Linked DNA regions of Gossypium arboreum: region 1 is linked to region 2. A link is a contact called in public Hi-C data. All regions are on one chromosome and are shown on one strand. The core of a region is the stretch at or near the end of the contact, and the rest is flanking DNA. Distances in the headings are between cores, read along the strand shown.

The links. Hi-C and Micro-C count contacts between places; a contact is called where the count stands out from the background.
Region 1: a Hi-C map of leaf shows a contact between it and region 2, with 4 times the contacts expected there. The contact joins the promoter of LOC108472394 here to the promoter of LOC108473912 in region 2. A contact is called at or near these places in 2 of 5 Hi-C or Micro-C datasets (both in leaf).

What each region holds. Positions count from the first base shown.
Region 1 is chr11:20,268,377-20,275,193 of ASM2569848v2, forward strand. It overlaps LOC108472394 (chitin elicitor receptor kinase 1-like), which reads left to right and starts at 1,808. Exons shown (of 11, transcript XM_053022241.1): 1 at 1,808-2,633; 2 at 3,208-3,241; 3 at 3,445-3,632; 4 at 4,049-4,239; 5 at 5,443-5,532; 6 at 6,075-6,168; 7 at 6,249-6,400; 8 at 6,489-6,580. The coding sequence starts at 1,823.
Region 2 is chr11:20,131,949-20,138,846 of ASM2569848v2, forward strand. It overlaps LOC108473912, which reads right to left and starts at 2,448. Exons shown (of 5, transcript XM_017775734.2): 1 at 1,983-2,448; 2 at 1,764-1,885; 3 at 1,468-1,559; 4 at 759-845; 5 at 373-666. The coding sequence starts at 2,323. The coding sequence ends at 559. LOC108473911 (serine/threonine protein phosphatase 2A 59 kDa regulatory subunit B' gamma isoform-like) reads left to right here. Exons shown (of 2, transcript XM_017775732.2): 2 at 1-6.

The DNA of each region.
Region 1 (6,817 bases), core at 558-3,057, 140 kb after region 2:
TAATGCTCCATAACCCTGTTTCGACGACGGTATAGGGTTAAGGGGTGTTACAAATAAAATGTGTGGGTCTCCGAGCACCATCGCTCGACCAAAACGGATATTAAGTCGTATTGCCAATCAAACGTCTGGATTAATGCTGCTGATTTGAATCCGATTAACTCCAAGTATAGCATGAGACTTTCATCCGGCAGATAGCCTACACTATTCACACGACCCCTCAGTTCGCGGTATGGGCACTGACACTATTAAATTTCCAAAATAGTTAATATAACCTAATTTAATTCCGTAAATTACATAAGTAACAAATAACAATTTTATTACCATCTTATTAATAGTTTTTGATATGTGATCGTCATTATTAATCAAAGAACCCATTTAGTAATTTGCAATTTTTAAAAAAAATGAATTCAATTAGTTTGTTGCAAAAACACATTAACGTAAATAATTTGGATTTGAGCCTTTTATCTCAATAATAGGAGAATAAAAGATTTCAAGAATTAATTTCTAAAGGGTTCATTTTAAATAATTATCAAAACACATTAATATTATATAATAAATAATACGATAAATATAGTACAATAATAATATAATTACAATAAAAATCTATAAAATTCCATATTTTACCTACATAACAAAAATTTATGTTAGTCTACAGTAATAATATAATTAAAACAAACCGAAATTATCTAAACAAATAAAACATACAATTCAAAAGTAAAAGCAGAAACATACCTATTTAGTTTCTTCCAAACAACTTTGTAAAAATATATAAAAACAAAATTAATCAACATCTCAATAAATCAAAAATAATTGTCAAATAAATAAATAAATAAACAACTACATTCATAACGAATCACAATAAACATTAAACTAAACAAATAATTAACTTAATCATAAATTACTAACAAAATAACTTTAAAATAAATTTAAAAAATAAAAATTACATTCATAACCTAACAAATCACAATAAACACTAAACTAAACAAACAATGTATAATAGTTACGAACAAAATAACTTTAAAATAAATAAAAACAACATAAAAATCACAATAAAAAACTAAACAATACTAACAAAATAATTTATAACAATTCCTCATCATAATCCTTTCTATTTAAAAAAATAAACAAAAATAAATTGTCGTTCTTTTTTTTCTTCTCCTTCTCTTCTTTTTCACTGCTGTTGTTTTCTTTTTCTTTTTTTTTTCTTTTATTGTTTCTCTTCTTCTCTACAAGAGGGGTCATGGTTATAAGGTAACCCAAATCACTCTCCATCTTTCTTCTCTTTCTTCTCGAGGCTCGAGGATGTGACTAGACAATGCTGACGGACGAGACTGAAGCATGGCACCAGTGTCGCCTGTCAGGGAGGTGTGACTGGTGCCGCCTACCTGCCTGACATTGCCTCTTCCTGACCTATACCAATATTTTATAACCAAATTTAGTATATACCTATATATTTTGGATGCTACCAATCATAATGATGTGGCCCATTAAAATATTAATTTATTTACATGAAATCGTGCCAAAAAAAAAAAGATGGTACCGCCTATGCACCACCCTCTACCCCTTAAATATCTTATTTTTGAATTTAATTTTTTATTTTATATTATTGGTGTAAAAAAGCCACATATATATGTAAATTAGCCAAAATCTAGAATTGTATTTGCATAGTATTTATTTGAGAAATAGTATTTATATTTTCTTAAAATTCTTTTTATCATGTCTATAATATATCTAGTGATTATATCGTTATGTGAACCGCTTGGTACGACACACAACCGTACGCAATACGACAATCAATACAATGAAAAGAAAAAGAGTCAAAATGACTCCCAATAATGATTTGCCACCTCATCATCACTTTTGTTCTACTACTGTTTCTTTTCCAACGACTAAGCTCAACGGTCTCAGCTCTGAAATATCATCCAACCTCTTCCTTGACTTGGACTATCAAAACCCCCAAAATCCCAACGTAGGGATTTCACAATCCAAAATGCTACTTAAATTATTCCCAATTCCGTTGCTTTTTATCTTAACTTTCTCCATTTCAGTAGAATCAAGATGCACCAGAAGCTGCACGGCCTTAGCATCCTACTACGTTCCGCCAGAATCAAACTTGACCTTCGTATCCGAGCTTTTTAATTCGACCCTTGCTCCTTCCTCCACGTTAAATTTCGACTCAATCCTTAGTTACAACAAACAAGTTGCCAACAAAGACAGCGTCGAAAGTGGTACTAGACTCAATGTTCCTTTCCCTTGCGATTGCATCAACGGCTCATTACCCGCCCACGAGTTCAGCTACAGAGTTAGGTCCAACGACACTTACTACAAGATCGCCACAGAATACTACTCGAACTTGACAACGGTTAATTGGTTGCTGCCGTTCAATACCTATCCGCCGACGAATATACCGGATACTGGGACGGTTAGGGTGGTGGTTAATTGTTCGTGCGGTGACGCTACTATTTCGAAGGATTACGGGCTGTTTATTACATATCCGCTCCGACCGGGGGAGAATTTGAGTTATGTCTTGACTCAGGTGAATCTGTCATCGGATTTGTCGGGGTTGGTGCAGAGATACAACCCCGGGGTGAATTTCAGCTCAGGGGCTGGTCTGGTATTTATCCCGGGAAGAGGTGATTTCTTTTAACATTTTTTGTTTAATTTATAGGTAAGTGAAAATGGAATAATTTTGTTGTAGAATTTTATTGTCCATACGGAGCAGATTTGCTCTCATTAGCATTTTTGTTTGATTTTGTGTTTATAAAATAAAAAGGCTTTTTGTTGTTGGGGGGGGGGGGTAGGATTCACTCTATAGGAGTGGGGTTGATCAAACGGAAAGTTTAGCTGAAAGTCATGATTGTTCTGCTACTGTATAAAGTGATGTGGCGTTCATTGCGTTTTCTAAAAGATGGATTGTTTTCACTGTCATCAACAATTACAAGCATCTTCATTTTGCTCAGCATGCTCCGTGTCCAATAATCATTCAGGTCGATTTTTGGGAACATTTATGCCTGAGAAAATTGCAAACTACATGCAATTATTTCATTTCTAGTTTGTTCTTTCAGATTACCCACCGCCACGGGAGTTTTACAATTAGTTAACTTGTTGGTTTTAAACACCTAGGGCAAGGCATTATGCTTTGTTACGCCAACTGTCATGAATAAATGTAAATTCACCTCACTGAAGGAATTTCTTTTTCTTGTACAGATGCTAATGGTAATTTTCCACCCATCCAATCAAGGTAGTTAACGCAGCTTTAAACTTTAAAAATAGTTTGTTGTATTATTATCATTTGTTTCGACTTTGAATCTTTACATTTTCTGAATCAGTTTATTCGTTCTTTCTGTTTTGCAGCACAGGTGATTTGGCCTTCCGTGCATGTTGCTTTTGTCATGATTATGATATTGGTATTCTGATTGACCGGAAACCTTTTTATACTTTGAGCTTATATGTTGTTTTTACATAATCAGGAATTTCGGGTGGAGTTATTGCTGGGATATCTATAGCAGCCATAGTGGTATTGCTGTTGCTGGGAATTGGTGTATATATTGGATTTTTCCGAAAGAAGAAGGTAAAGGGAGAAACATTGTCCTCGACAGACTCCCAGGATTTATTAGCTCAAGTTGGAAATGGTAACCCTGCTGCTTCTCTTTCCCCTTTTTCTTATATATGTAATTGTGAGATTTTAGCCAACTAAAGATTATTTCACAAATTTATTGTTTTTTACAAGTGTTTTAGACTGTGCTGCCAGTTGAATCCCTGAAAACATAGGTGATTAATTAGCAAACCCGCTCGATGTACGGCCCTTTATTCCAGAATGTAGAGCAAAAGAACATGCTTTGTCTTATTTCTAATCCCCTAAAGTTCTCTATTCAAGAATTTGCACCTTAAATTCTTGCTGAGAGATTGGGATTATCTATTTGTTAATTACAAAAACAAAATCACACTGTACTTTGCTAGTAAATCTTGATTACGTTTATCTCAATTGCTGATTGGCCCCTGCTTTTTTTTCTTCTCTATCTTTCTTTTGTTGGTGGGAATTGTTTAGCTTTTGGAAGTAAAGCAGTGGAATCAACTCCGGCTGTTGCTGCTTCTCCAGGCCTTACTGGCATTTCCGTTGACAAATCAGTTGAGTTCTCTTATGAAGAACTTGCCCAGGCGACTGATAATTTTAGTATGGCTAAAAAGATTGGTGAAGGTGGCTTTGGGGCTGTTTACTATGCAAATCTGAGAGGCGAGGTTTGTAGTTGTGTAGTCTTTTGTTTTTATTATTAAATTATGGAAAAGAAAAATTCTATTGGGTGCTTCTGTTAACGTTAAGTAAGTAATCGTTAGCTGCCTTGTACTTATTGAATATGGACTAAGCTTTAGGGACTGTCTCAAAGTTTGGCATGTTACTTTAGAGAGAAAAATTGTAGATTGGAGAAGAGATCACTTGGGTTTCTTGCTAATATTATTGAGGGAAAGAAAAACCTTTTTCTAGCCACATATTAGAGTTTAAGAGGATGAAAATTCAGAATACCACAGTTTGGTGGATGTTCATTTGCATCTGTAATTTGCTTGCATTTCTGTCCAAGATTTTGTAATGTACTTTATGTGGATAGTTGGATATAGAGCTCAAGCCTGATTGCTATAGTTGAGCATCTAAACTGACGAGGAATGCACGTGAAAGATGCATGAATGAGATGTGTCCTATATTAGGAAGCACAACTTTGCCACTTCTTACATTTAAGAAATACAATAAAAATACATATGCACGCTAGTATTTTTTGTTGGTGTGGGGATAAAATAAACTTATGAGAAATTAATGAAGGCTTTTAAGGCGTATATCAATACTCACTTTCTTTAAGGTTTTATCTGCTGCCACCTATATTATGGTGTGTAAAAGAGTTACTAGCAAATGAACCTCGAGGATACAATGAAACCCAATGACTATCTAAGTTTTACACTAACGGAAACAGTTAACTGAGCACTGAGCGGAGCGTAACAAGGACATTAATTTCTATAAAGAATTTCTGTAGTAATTTTTTATAGAATAATCTAAGAATATAAAAGATGGTGGGAGAATAGAAAAAAAACTTTTGATGTGTTTTTCTGATATATCAGGTAAATGAAATTTGACTCCTATTTCTAAAAATTTTCATATATCTTTATAGGAACACAATTATCTAAATGTTTACCTGAATAATTATGACTATTTGTTAATAATTAAATGGCATAAATATTGACAACTTTTGGGTAATAATCAAGGTACATACCTTTTGGTTACTTATAACTTTTCATTTGTAATTATGGAAAATTATATATATTGAAAATGTTCAAACATTTTTCTGAATTGTTAGATTACTCAATGTTTTTTACAGTTAATATCCCTGCATCAATGAATCATTGCCATCTTGTGTTGATTCCATATGTCACATCTCTTTATTAATTATTGTGCAGGAAGCTGCAATCAAGAAGATGGATATGCAGGCAACCAAAGAATTTCTAGCTGAATTGAAGGTTTTGACACATGTTCATCACCTGAACCTGGTAATGTACTTTCTTTTTCTCATGCTTCGAAGGCAGATATCTTTGAATAATTGTTTTTCATTAACTAGAAAACATTTCTTAAATGTTACTTTTATCTGTGAGTCTAGAAAACATTTTGTTAATATTCTAGGTGCGGCCCATAGGCCATAAGCCAAAGGCCAGATTTTTGTTCTCTGTAGTTCAATGAGTCAGAGGAGTTGTCTATATCCACATATGGCACAGTTTTTCATGCATTATTTGCCCTAACTCTTATTTTCCTTAATGTTAAGAAACTTAATACAGATAATTGAATGGAGTTTATGGTATCATGCAGAATTAGATTCTCACTGAGTCTACTATACATTTCTTTGCAGTTGTGACAATGCACAAGTAATTAAGTTGTTTAACTTTTCAGTCATTGTAGTGGAATTCATTGGCCTTCCTTTTTTTCATTTATAAGTTTTTCTTCCTTTATAAACATCCTCTTTCATCTATGACCTTCTAAAATTCCTATTTTTGTTATTTATCTTCAAAGTGAATATTAATGTGTTTGTCCAATACAGGTGCGTTTAATTGGATACTGTGTTGAAGGCTCTCTTTTCCTAGTGTACGAATACATTGAGAATGGCAATCTAAGTCAGCATTTGCGAGGCTCAGGTGAGATTTCTTACGCTGAAACTATCCCAAATGCAATTGATTCAGAGCAGCACTAATGGGATTCTATTGTTTATTTCCAGGCAGGGAGCCACTTCCTTGGTCTACTCGAGTGCAAATTGCCCTCGACTCAGCCAGAGGTCTTGAATATATTCACGAGCATACTGTCCCTGTTTACATTCATCGGGACATTAAATCAGCTAATATATTGATAGACAAAAAGTTCCGTGCAAAGGTTATTCCTTCCTGATCTCTCATCGGGTCGACTGTTTGAAAGCTTCTTGTTATAATTGCACTTTAATAAATTTTTAACATCAATGCAGGTTGCAGATTTTGGATTAACAAAACTGACAGAGGTTGGAAATTCATCCCTACCCACACGTCTTGTTGGGACATTTGGATACATGCCACCAGAGTAAGATAAATTTTGTTCTTATTAATTCCAAGTAATTTGTAACTCGTTAGCTGCTGTTTTTTAGGACCAGCCATAAGTTCATCAACTGGCTAGACTAATTGTCTCCTCCTCAGTAGGTTTATAGGCCAATGATCTTTTGTACAAATTATTAGCTGATTTGGTGTGTCTACGTTGGTATCTTTGTTTTCCACAAATTTGTTCTAATTAATTTGAAGTAATTTGTAAGTTACTAGCTAT
Region 2 (6,898 bases), core at 1,198-3,697:
TATAAATACACTTGTCCAGTGTAGAAAGGAAAGGCACTTTCATTCACTGGTGCTTTTCGTTTTAACTATTGCCAGGTCCATGAGTATATGCTTATCCCTCCAAGATAAAAGGAGCGGCATGGATCTAGGTTTAGATTACGTGCTTTGAATAGTGCGTTTGACAGGGATGGAGGCATGTGGACTAATGGAGTCTCAACTTTGTGCTCTTGGAACTATCAGCTTTCCATTTCTACTAATTCATCTTAAAACATCATATGATTAAACCATATGATGTATTCACTCCAAGTTCCGCTAGAAATGGGTTTCAATGCCCCCCAAGGTAAAGCTCGTGTTTTTGCATGTTTATAATGAAAAGCCACCAAATAACCATCATTCTTTCATGTAGCAATCTGACCATATATTAGACACCGATATTTCATGAGCTTCAGCAAATGAAACAAAAAATCATTTAGGATGCGATTTGCACATTAATAGAGGAAAAGTTGCAGGAAAATGTTTCCGGGCTTTTTATTTTATTCGATGAACCTGTAGATGCCAAATTTTCGCTCACTTACAAAGTCAATTGTTGGTTTTTGCTCCTAAAGTTTTAGAAAGCTCCTTTATGATGGGTTTATCTTTAATAGCTTCCTCCCTTTCCAGGTGCCATTTCTTTGATGTGTTTTCGGCCTGAAAAATTATAAAGTCCGAGTTTAGTGCAATCATAGTTGGGACTTGTAAAATACAGGAGCAAAATAGTGTTGAATTTTTTATCAACATACCCAAGTTCTTAGAGGAACAAGCTGTTCCCTAATCATGTCAAATTTAGGCTGAACCAGGTCTTTTCCTTTTGTTCTGACATCATCACTCTGCCAAAAGCAGAAGATAACAAAAATAAAAAGAAAAAAGGAAAAAAAAAACATTTCTCTGTATCAGTGCATTTCCTAACTAAATACACATGGGAAAGACTAGCATACTCAAATGGAACATGTCACGGAGAATATGGATACTCAAAAGCATGAAATAACATTGAATTACAGTTCCATCATTGTGTTAAATTAGCCCCTGATTTGGTTTGGAAGCAACTTATTTATGCTGAAATGTTACTTTGACAAGCATGTCATCAGATTAACACATAATGGCATCACACTGATGAGGGAAATTGCATTAGTGCTGAAGACGTGTCAATTAGCATGCAGATTTCAATAACGACTAAAGAGTAATCCAACCCTATCGCAGAATTTGTTAACATTGATAAGACCAAGTTCCTAAAAAACCATCAGGTGGAGAATGACAAATCTGTATAAATATGACAAGAACGGCAATAAAAAAGAAACTGGAAAAATGGTGATAAAACACTCTACAACCATAGATATCCAATAGTTTTGAGCCATATAAACAGAAATTGACGATGTATTTCATTGCGCTTTTATGCCAAAAAAACATAGAACTGAGAAAGTTATCAATAAGGGTGTAATAAGTAATGCTCACACTGTGCAACTCCAACTTGGAGGCTGCAATCCCAAACATCAAGGCGGCCCCACCGAATACCATTGTAGTTGCAACTATAAAAGCCATTCCAACTATAACACAAAAACCAAGTATTATAAGCCTTACCGAAGTTCTGTTGATACAAAAGGGCAATTAAAATTCATAATTAAAATGTTCCCTAATTCAAATTAGATAATATTAGAACTAATCAAGACTAAATTGCCAGAGTTCATATATATTAGATATGAAATGAAACTAAACAAAAAGCATTAAAAGAGAAATTGAAATGAACAAACTTCGCTTAAGTCCTTCAGCAGCAGCTTTCAACTTCTCCGGATTGAGAGGCGTATATTTGTCCTTCCGCAATTCATTAGCCGTCGATGCCATGGTTGAATGTTCCGATGTTGGCAACTCCCACCTGCAAATTCTCCACCGACATACAATAGAAAACCCAAAAAACAAGAAAGGAAAAAGAAAACCCAAAATTCGATGGAGAAGAATGGGGCAAAGCTGACCTTTTGGGGCCAAAAGTAACCTGGGGTAGAGAAACATAAGCCCTGAGAGGGTTCAAGGCATCAGGGGAAGAACTGGAGGCATTGGTTGGATGAGTATGGAGGGCCCACTTGGAGGACCTGGATAGAGACGAAGCATCGGAGGGTTGCCTGAAGATCTTAGAAGGCAAAGAATGCTTGAGGACCTCAGGAAGGACGTCAGCTTGAGTTTGTTGCTCAAGCGACGGTGGGTTTGATGAGAGGTTTTTGGGGGTTTTCTCTACCAAACGGTTGACGGCTTGTTTGGATTCCCGGAAAAAGAAGGCGCCTTCTTTTCCTGCTAGTCTTCCCGCGAGAAAACTCATGCTGTTTCGATAGCAGAATTTAGAGAAATGTAGGAAAATTATTTGGGTTTTGGATCTTATTTTGGGGGTCAGAGGTTTTGGATTGATCACCAAGTATCGACATATTTTGTAGCGTCAGCCTGTTTGAATTTAAAGAATATTTGAACACTATCTTATAAATTTACATAATTAAACTTTCTAAAACTATAATTACATCAACCATAATCAATTCAATTAACTTTTAACTTACCTTTTCTTTACCAATTTACCAAAAACATTAATTAAAATAATTTAAAAATATACATATATTCATACAACATTTAAACTTAAAATTTCAAAATTTTATTCAACAAAAAAAATTCAAACTTTTAATATCTCAATATTATAATTTATAATTAGAGTTCAAAACTTTTTTGAATTCAAGTCTACTCCAACCCAATTCATACACTTCTCTACCTAATCACGAGAATATCAACAAGAACTGGTTCCACGGTTTTGTTATATCAATTTAATATAAAACTCATATTTAAAATTTAATTTAAATTATTTTTAAAATTAATTAGCATTTAATCTAATTTCTTAACTAAGTATTTAAAATTATACAATTATTAAAACAATTGAAATCTATATCTCGTCCAAATCACCTTCCTTCTATTCAGCGCGGACGTATACATATGCTCATTTCTCTCTTTCTTTTTTCTTTTACATTTTATAAAAAGGTTAAAGTTAAGTTTTGACCCTTCCAACTTTTAACATATTATATTTTCCTCATTGTACTTTTGTACTTTTATAATATTATTAGTTAAATAGTTTATATCTTTAATTTTTAATTAATATATAATTTGAATATTCCAAAATTTTAGAGACTTTCCATTTCCTTTTAATTTTGTGTTGCTCTTTTTTACATTATAAGACAATGGTCAAATTTCAGTTTTGGCATTTAAATTGTATTAAAACTTGAGATTTAATCTATATACTTTTTAACTTTTTTTACTTAATTTAGTCTATCTACTTTTATAATAATTAACATTGTTAACTATTTCAATTAAAACGCTTACACCAATTTTTCTTAAGAACAATCTTACAATAGGAAAAAATATATTTTATCATGATGATTTTGAATGAGCAATAAATATTTTCAACGATAATTTTATTATTACATAATTATTAAGTGAATATTTGTTTTAATTTTAAAATATCACCCTAATATATTTAATAGAAATAACAACTAGACCTAAAATTTTTATTTTTAAAAGAAGAGGACTATATTCTTAAAAGTAAAGGCAAGGAACTATAGGGACTAAAATAAAAGCTTCTTTTATACAAAATTTAAATAATTCATAAATCTGAATTAGAAAATAATACATACATTAGTAGCTTTGAGTGAATAAAAATATTTTTGATATAATTAGAAAATACTTTATATTTATTTTACGATGATAAAAAATTATTTTTTTTCGAATTTTTTAATGACTTTTGGAGATTTATTGTTTCCTGTTCAAACCTTGGTAATAATTAACTAAAATGAATCGTAAGTCATTATTGTTTCAACCTTAGTAATAATGAGCTAAAATGAATTTGAATATATATTACATTGATTTCAAGCGCACACGCATAAGGGGCGGGTGCGATGTGGGTTCTCCTGCATTTGCACTTTGACACTGTGGACCATACCCACCTTCCTCGTCTACACTTTTTTTCTTTTTTTTTTTATGGGGTGAAATTTCCAAAGAATAAGCTAGCTTCAGGGCAAGCTGTTAAAAGAGGGTGGGATGTGAGTGCATGGCCCAATGGTTCGCAAGATATTCCACTTTAATTTGCACAGATGATATCCAACCTTAATTGCATGGTTGGTGTATGAAATAATGGGCAATTGAGCTGCCATTAAAACCAGGTGAGTGGAGGCTAGCTAAACCAGTCCATTTATAGATCATTCATCATAACTTTCAGAGCACCGCAGAAACAAATTACAAGTAGTGGGTCATTTTAAAATGGTCGTTTATGATGATTTTTTTCTTTCTTTTTTTACAATCAGAATTGCATTCAGTGCCAAGCAAAGATGATGATGAATTGGTGATAGTTCACTGAAATGCAATATATTGCTCCCTTTTGGTGCTGTTTAATTTCCTACCTCCCCTCCCCCCCATGAAACCACAAATTTGGTTTCATACAAGTGAACCATCCTAAAATAAAGTAAGGTTCTTACCAAAGATATGCTGAGCTGAGAAAAAGAAATATGTAATTTATATAAAAACCTATGTAGTTTAAAGCTTACAAACTATGGTTATTTCTGCCTCGCATACAAAGCCTATATGGAGGCAAATAAATATGAAATAATTCCTTTAAATTAATCTAAAAACGTGCAGGAGTTGATCCCAAAAAAGTTCATCTCTATACTTGTCACAATATCTCTAGTCTATACACAACTAACTAGGTCTATAATCTATGATATTGTCTAAGAAATCATCCAAAAAAAAAAAAAAACAATATGCTTATACGCTACACAAGAGAGAAAAGAAAGATGCTGCAATTGCAAAAAAAGCAATATACTATATTATCTGAAGTTTGAGTTCTTTTGTAGCTAGTTTCTTGAGCTATCATCGCTTGTTGTGCAAGGGGTTGGAGCCTGTTGGGACTCTTCGCTTCTCCTCGAATTGCCTGGCTTGGCCTGTAAAAGGTGGACCAGTTGACCCTGGATGAAACACCTGTTGCCCAGGTTGTCTGGTTCCTTTGACTGAAGAGTCTGAGGATACAAGGATGTTCCTTCGGATCGCTTGAATCCTGGGAGTTAAGAGGAGGAGAATAAGAACAAGGGAGAAAAGCTGAAAACGATCCATCGTTTTGTTTGAGAGAGATGGAGAGATATTGGAAAGGCAGTCATAGGCTAAGCCAGCTTCTTATTTTATATATGGGGGAGGCGTTGGTCCATTTCTGAAGTATAGATACGTGTATTCAGATTCTTAAAGTTGTAGCTTCGGTTTTGACCCATTAGCCATAGCCTTTCCCACCGTTGGATCTATAGAAAATTGTGAAAGTAGACCCACTATTATTCACATTTATTATTCAATCAAATAATAACAAAAACAATTTATATAAATTCATAATCATGTGATCACTGACCTTATAATGACGGTTGGGGTAAAGTCAACATTTAATAGGGACAATGACACCAGAAATACACGCAAAGTAATATGTGAAAACTTGGAAGGGAAGGGAAGGGAAGCGCTCGCCGTGACTTTTAAAATTATTATTCGTAAAGACCCAAATGCCTATGCATTTTCCATACCCAATTTGGAAGACTTTATCAATGGCCCTTGCATGGAAAGGGGCATTTTCGTCATAATAGAGTCAACATTGATACACCGACGACGTGACCATTCATTAATTTGAGCCGCGGGATTGGATTAACAGATTAATCAAATTTAGATCAAAAACCTGTATAGACACCTATGAGAAAGGTCGGCTACAGATATTGGAAATTTCATTCTTTCTCTAATTCAAGTAAGCCACGTGGAAATATAAAATTATTTATGATAAAAACAGGCATAAGAAACTTCGTTTCTTAATATAATAAAAAGCACAAGGAATGGCATTCCTTTGATGTTCAATAATGGTAAATTTTTAGAATTTAGATTTGATTATTATCTTGGAATTTGAATTTATTATTTATATTTTAGATTCATGAATTATTTTAAATTTTTATTTTAGGTCTAAATAGGTAACTTTTATTTTTTTAAATTATAAAATAATAGTTATATTTTAATTTTGTTCAACTTAAATTAGACATTTAATCTTTATATCAATAGAGCCGGTGTTCCAATGATATTAACTAGTGCATATTGCTCCAGTAATAAACCAGTGCAATCAACTCCCTTTTTGTACCTATCGCACGAATTCATTCTATGTAATTCTAGTCACACCAGCGTACATGAATAATATTTTTAAAAATAAATTTTTAACTTTTACTATTATAGCTATAAATAATAAAAGCTTTTACCGAAATATTGTGGATTGTTGTTGAATGAATATTTTATATTATTTATTTTATTTTTAAATGTTTTATGTACATATATTAAATATTTTTAAAAATATTGATAAATCCGAAATAATACATTGAAACAGACTCATACTAATACACATCAGTTCTAGTAAAAAGTAGAGTGCGGTACTAACTACCTTGCTTTATACTTTATTGTTTGACATAATTTGGTACCTCAACTTTTATAATATCATTAACTAATCTAAATATTTTATTCTCATTAAATGTTAATGTGACGTTTTAAGAATTGTTAACAGCATTAAAATTTTCTATTAAATTCAGGTCCATCACAATATTATTTTTTGTCACATGACTACTAGATGAATGTTTTTTTTAAATTCTAATGTCGACTAACGAATTTAATAGAATAATTTTAAATTTAAAATTAACAAGACTAATTTTCTAAAATAAAAGTATGGAGATTAAATCTCAAATCTACAAAAAGTATAGGGACTTGAAGTATATCTATTTTTAATTTGGTCAATTTTAATCCCATAACTTTCAAAATTTTGAAATTTCAATTATGTTCCAAATTGTAGCAATTAAATTTGGTATGT